Linked DNA regions of Mus musculus: region 2 is linked to region 1. The links are chromatin contacts, called in public HiChIP or PLAC-seq maps. All regions are on one chromosome and are shown on one strand. The core of a region is the stretch at or near the end of the contact, and the rest is flanking DNA. Distances in the headings are between cores, read along the strand shown.

Region 1 (3,017 bases), core at 494-2,993:
TGGGTCGTGAAGGGATAAAGTCTGGACTGTAAAAAAATAATAATAATAATAAATTAAAAAAAACAGGTAGGCTACACTGAAACAAACTGACTACACAGGAGGACAGCAAGTACATAATCTTGAGTGACTTAAAAGGATACAAATAACTTTTCTGTAAGATCTGCAAAAAATTCAGATTTAGGGAGGGGGAGAAATGTTTTCATAAAAATGTACTACTTTATATGTGCATGTTTTAGTAGTTGTCATACTGTACGTAATTACTAATTCCTGTTAGTAGAGGTCAATTTCAAATCTGGCTCCTATGCTTTTCTCCCCATATCACACAGGAGAGCCTTGAACCGCCAGATAGTAGATGAAGATCCCTACATTCCTACTCATTAACACATGTTTTGGAGAATTCATGTTCCTCATTATCTGTGTAGGATAAAATATGCAGTTTCCATCCTGGTTCAATGGAATTTTCTGGTGCAAAAATGATTAGAAAGAATCTCATCAGCCTAGAGCCTAGCTAGCTAGCTCTATTCCACTGTCATGCCTTTATCCCAAGACCTGTGGTTTTCCTCTACTCTTGCCTAATCCCCTTGTCCTTCCTGATGTTCAAAGCAGGAACAGAATCAAGGACCTGTATTTTCATCGTTTGCTGCCATAGATCTATGATTAAACACAAGGTTTCCATTCCCTCCATTGCATACACCCATCATCTCACCAGTGGACAAATGGAGCTTTTCAAATATTTGTCCCTCACATCATCTATTGCTATCGAGTCTTTGAATTTCTGTCATGCTGCACATGTCAGTTTAAAGCATAACATCATTAATACCTCCAGTACACTAATTGATGTTTCACACATGAATGAATTAATGGAATGTGTTACTGTTTTTTCTCACAGGACATTAACAATCTACCACATGCTGCATCCCTGAAGCCCTAAAGAGATGCTGAAAACTGCTAGCTGTCACATGAGCCTTCGGTTCCACCTCAGTAACTTTAAGCTCAAGTTTATCACTGAAGCATCACTCATGTGCAAAGAAGATACATGCCTCTGAGGGCTTTGGAGCCCTGCTTCAGTTACCATAAAGAATAATGAGAGGCAATAGCTGGAGAAAGTGGGGCAGAGTGGGTCTGAGCAAAGAGACAAAACCCTGTCAGGAAGTAATAAGAAAGAATGCCATTGTGATCATTCACTCAGCTTCTCCCTTTTTTCTGTGGCTTAGATAATGAAGGCAGTATTGGTTTCTCCCTAGCTTGCAGTCTAAGTCTGCCTTCCTCATGGCACAACTGACATATTTCCAAGGACCGTTAAGGAGCTTTTGTGCACACACAGTGTTTAAAGGAACTTCCTTATGCCCTTAAGAAATCTTTCAAGCTGATTTGCCAAATTAGCCCCATCCTGAACACTCAGCCTTTCTTCACAGGTTGCCTAAATAGAGTTGTTAAATGTGTATTTTTAGTGTTCTGTTTGTCTAGCTGCTCTGCAAAATAAGAAGAAAAGCAAAGGTAATTCCATTTCAACAACAGGATTTCTTCTTAATTAAAATTGAAAGCTTTCCCAACAGGTGCTTAAAGCCTCTCCTGGAGACATGGATTTTTCTTTTACTATGAAGCTAAGCATAAATTCTGAGGTGTTTGGCTTAGTAGCAGGAAAGAGCCAGGAATAAGCAAAGGCCTTCAGTCCACAGAGGAGGAAGCCTTTGTTATTTGGCTAGATTTTAGCATATGTTAACTGCTCTTGCACTAACCTCCCTGTAGGGTTCTTTTCCCCCTAAATTGAGACCAGAAAGATCCAGCACAAAGGACACAGTCACCTGTGCCAGTGAACTATAGCACAGCAGTAGTCAACAATGTACTCTACAACTCCTTCATTTATGTCCTGGGGAGAGGTTTAAAGTAGAAATTAAATGTAACCTCTGAATGTTTCTAGTCACTAAACCTGAACCCTAAACACAAGCTTACAACCACAATTAAACATCTAATCAAAAAAAAAAATCTTGTTTGAGAACAAAATTCATAGATTAACTCTTTGCTGGACTATGTGAATTATAATAAGACCTTAATTGAATGGCTCTAAAACCCAGGCACCTTCATCTTTCAAAACTACTTCTTATAAGGAGGAGAAAAGCTATGTCAATCTCCCAACCTCGGTTTCCTAACAGTGTTAGGCTGAGCTTTAAAGATGATGGTACTCCCTTTATAAACACAAGCACACATAGCATGTCCTTAACTTTAGGCAGAAACAGATAATGGAATTAAATCACACAGGATAGTTTACATTAAGAGAAAATAGAACTTTATTCAATTATAACAAAGGAAAGGACTTTTGCAAAAATGTCAAGACCAAATCAGTTGACTCTGAATATAAGGAAATGTTGATTATCCTAAATGGATAACTGGGATGGATATGTATCAGAGATTATTTTTGCTAACTTAATGATGAAGCAGCTGTGTTGAGTAAGGATGTGTGGAAGAGAAGTGCAAGTAATCTCTTAGATAGATAGTGGCTTCCAACTAACAGCAAAACTTGGATTATCAGTCAGGCATCAGCAAAATTAAAACTTGTTTAGAAAGTGCTTACACGTTGGAATATGCTACCTACTGTACCCGCCCACAGCTACAGGAACCGGGTTCCCTAAAGGAAGCCTGGGTCTGTATGGGAGAGATTGTGAGAGAAATAAGGAACCAAAACAAAGTTTTCTGAACAAGGCCAATGTTTACTTAAGAGTCTGAGTTTATAAAGGGAGAAGCCCATCGCCCATCATGCCAGGCTCTTGTTGCTTTGTCACCAGGCATTGCTTTGTCAAGATCACCTCAGGAAGGGAGGTTCAGCCTCTCATCAGGTAATAGCATCTTGGAAGAAACCCCAGATGTGGCAGAACAATAGACCTTATCTAGGTCAGAAGACTCCACCCTAAGTGGGCTAGCTGACAGTGACAGAGCAGGTCTGAGCCAGTCTGCTCAAGGCTGGGGGAGGCTACAACCTACCTTCTCTGCAGGCAGTTTCAGATATTCTATTTTTATGC
Region 2 (2,776 bases), core at 35-2,534, 740 kb after region 1:
ATCTTTAGTCATCAGGGAAATGCAAATTAGAATTTGATATTTCATCTTAACTCAGAATAGCCACGATCAATAAAATAAACGACAGCAGTCTGTGGTGGGGAAAGGATTCTTCATTATGGTGGGGGTGCAAACTGGTAGGGGCAGTCTAGAATTTAGTGTGGAGGTCCCTCCTGAAGCTGGGAATCAATCTACCTCAAGATTCAGCTGTTTGTTTATTTTTTGGGGAAAATGGGTCTCACTTTGCAGTTCTGGCTGGCTTGGAACTCACTGTGTATAGCAGGCTGGCCTGCAGTTCCTAAATCTGCCCCCAGAATTCAGGGGTTAATGGTGTGGGCTACCATTCCTTTTTCTTCACTATTGAGTCTCATTTGAACTTCTTGGGAAGTATAGTATACTGTCATCTTTTTTTTTTTTTAAGATTTATTTATTTATTATATGTAAATACACTGTAGCTGTCTTCAGACACCCCAGAAGAGGGCATCAGATCTCATTACAGATGGTTGTGAGCCACCATGTGCCATGTGGTTGCTGGGATTTGAACTCAGGACCTTCAGAAGAGCAGTGCTCTTTTTTTTTTTTTAACCTGCCTCCTCCCTCCCCCATACGTGCTCTTAATCGCTGAGCCATCTCTCCAGCCCCTTGTCTTATTTATTTATTTATTTATTTATTTATTTTTGCAGTTCTGGGGATAGAAACTAGAGTTCTGGAAATAGAAGCCATATGTATACATGCAATGTGTATTTTTGTCTTTATAACTATAGTGTTGTGAATCCGAAAGTACAAATTTAAAAAATTAGTGGTAAATGAAACAAGATACCATTAACAGTAAGTCTTGACAGGGAGCTGACAGAATTCATAATTTACTTCAGGTGTGAGGTTTAATTAGAGTGAAACAGACTCAGTTTTTACTTTTACATTTTCCATTTACATATTGCAGCTCATTTTACTTTTCACCCCCCCCCCCCACACACACACCCAAAGCTTCCCTACACACTTCCCTCTCTGTCTCTTGGAATTAAGTGATACACTGAAAATATTTCATATTCCGTGGTAGCTTAATCCACCCACGCAGTCAGAATAATCCCTTTAAGAAGGTTAGCCTCCTTGCTCCACTTCCAGCAGCTCTTCATTTGGGGTAGCAGCCTGCAGTTGACCCTGTGTTTGTGAGGCTTTGTTCAGCCCATCATTTCCCACTCCTTTCCTCTGTTCGCTTACCTCTCAGAGTGGGGCTGATCCTTTGTTCTTCCTCCCTTCTGATTTGTACTTTACTGTTTATTTAGTTTCACCGCCCCAGCCACCTTTCTGAAAGCTCAGCTGGAGTCCAGTGCCTTCGTGCACGTCTGGCCTGTAACCCAGACTCCTCCTCCTCTTCTTTTGGTGAATTGTTTATTAAGTTTTTGAATAGTGACCCATTAGTTGCTCTGCTTGTTTTTGCATCTACATACATTTAAAGAAAACAGTAACATGTACAACGTGCTAAGTACTTGCTAGATATGGGAGGAAGGCAATGCTAAAACTGCAGCTTTCATCTTAGAAGGGAATAAGAGATTCTCCAGCCATTTTGAGTAACCATGGCCTGGGAACACAGACTTATGTGACCTCAAATTCTATGTTCCAACATGGAAGCAAGCAATTTAGGATCGGTCTTATCTTACTGTTACCAGGCTACTGAACTCATAATGTAGCCCAGCCTTTAAGTACAGTGATCCTCCTTGACCAAGTGTCCAGGGTAGCTGCACTTGCAGGCTGGGCTCTTTGTCTCTATTTTTTTCAAAGACAGGGTCCTATTATCCATACTGGTTCTGAATTCTACATAGCTCAGGTTGATCTAGCATTTGTGACTTTCCTGCCTCAGTCTCCTGAGTGCCCCACCACACTTGGACCCCTCCCTTTTCCTTATTTTCAGGCGTGGTTTTGGTCTACATCTCCAGCTGTGCTTCCTGCCTCAGCTTCTCAAGTGTGAGGATTTGGGGCTACCCCCTCCTTCCCCTTGCCCCCACCCCCACTCTTGTGTTTGAACTCCATCCTAGTGCATGCAAAGCAAGCATGTACAATTGAGCTACACATCTCCAGCCTCAGTTTAGAAATCTTGACTTTTCTTCCTTTTTCATTTCTGTTGTGAAATTTTCTTCAGAACATACCAAATACTAATTGGATCTCACTGCACACTATATACATTCACTTCTGTTTTGTCTGGCTAAATTTTCTTTGGATAAATCTCTTCCTTGGTGTTTCCCCCTTTTCATCCCCCCTTCCTCCTTCTCCCCTCCTTGTCTTCCTTACTCTCTTTCTTCACAGCAACAAGAAATGAAAATATGAGCAAGATTCCTTTTTTGCTTCAGTTTCCTCAGAAGAGGTATACTTAGGGAGCTTAGTTCTTTGAATGGTGTGACGAAAATGACTGAGTTCAGGAACTGGATATGTTAAGGGGTAAAGGTCCAAAATTACTTGCTGGCATACTCAGATAAACGCCAAACTTCTTTTTTCTACTCTCTCTCTCTCAACCTTCTCTGTCTTGTTTTCAGCCATATCTGCCTTCTTGGAGATCTCTTGAAGAATAGAGCAGAACTGAACCTAAGAGATATCTCTTCCTTTAGGCTTCTCCTGGATTTTATTTCTCTGAACCACCTTCGATTGCCTGCTTTGAAACCGGAACCCCCTCAGTTGGCCCTGCATTTTTTAGTAGTTACTATTGTAAATCAGAACTCTTGAAAAGCAGCTTTGTCTCCAGAGCTTGCCTGACTGATTAGAATTTCAATACTGTGGAGAGGTTGGA

Evidence for each region. HiChIP or PLAC-seq counts read pairs in DNA pulled down with a chosen protein or histone mark.
Region 2: a contact with region 1 is called in an H3K27ac HiChIP or PLAC-seq map of embryonic stem cells, with 2.7 times the contacts expected there. The contact joins two enhancer-like sites. A contact is called at or near these places in 1 of 39 promoter capture datasets (cranial neural crest) and 1 of 115 datasets of contacts at active chromatin or transcription factors (embryonic stem cells).

What each region holds. Positions count from the first base shown.
Region 1 is chr4:73,515,973-73,518,989 of GRCm38.p6, forward strand. No RefSeq gene overlaps it. Among named protein-coding and RNA genes, the nearest start is that of Gm24170, 72 kb to the right of the region's middle. Within about 2 kb of position 1,744, at least 9 of the 459 cell types and tissues checked have an H3K27ac peak or open chromatin away from gene starts, as enhancers often do. A contact at or near this core is called in embryonic stem cells, where this site is marked.
Region 2 is chr4:74,256,802-74,259,577 of GRCm38.p6, forward strand. The region is part of intron 1 of Kdm4c (lysine (K)-specific demethylase 4C); the gene reads left to right. Among named protein-coding and RNA genes, the nearest start is that of Kdm4c, 6.3 kb to the left of the region's middle. Within about 2 kb of position 1,285, at least 36 of the 459 cell types and tissues checked have an H3K27ac peak or open chromatin away from gene starts, as enhancers often do. A contact at or near this core is called in embryonic stem cells, where this site is marked.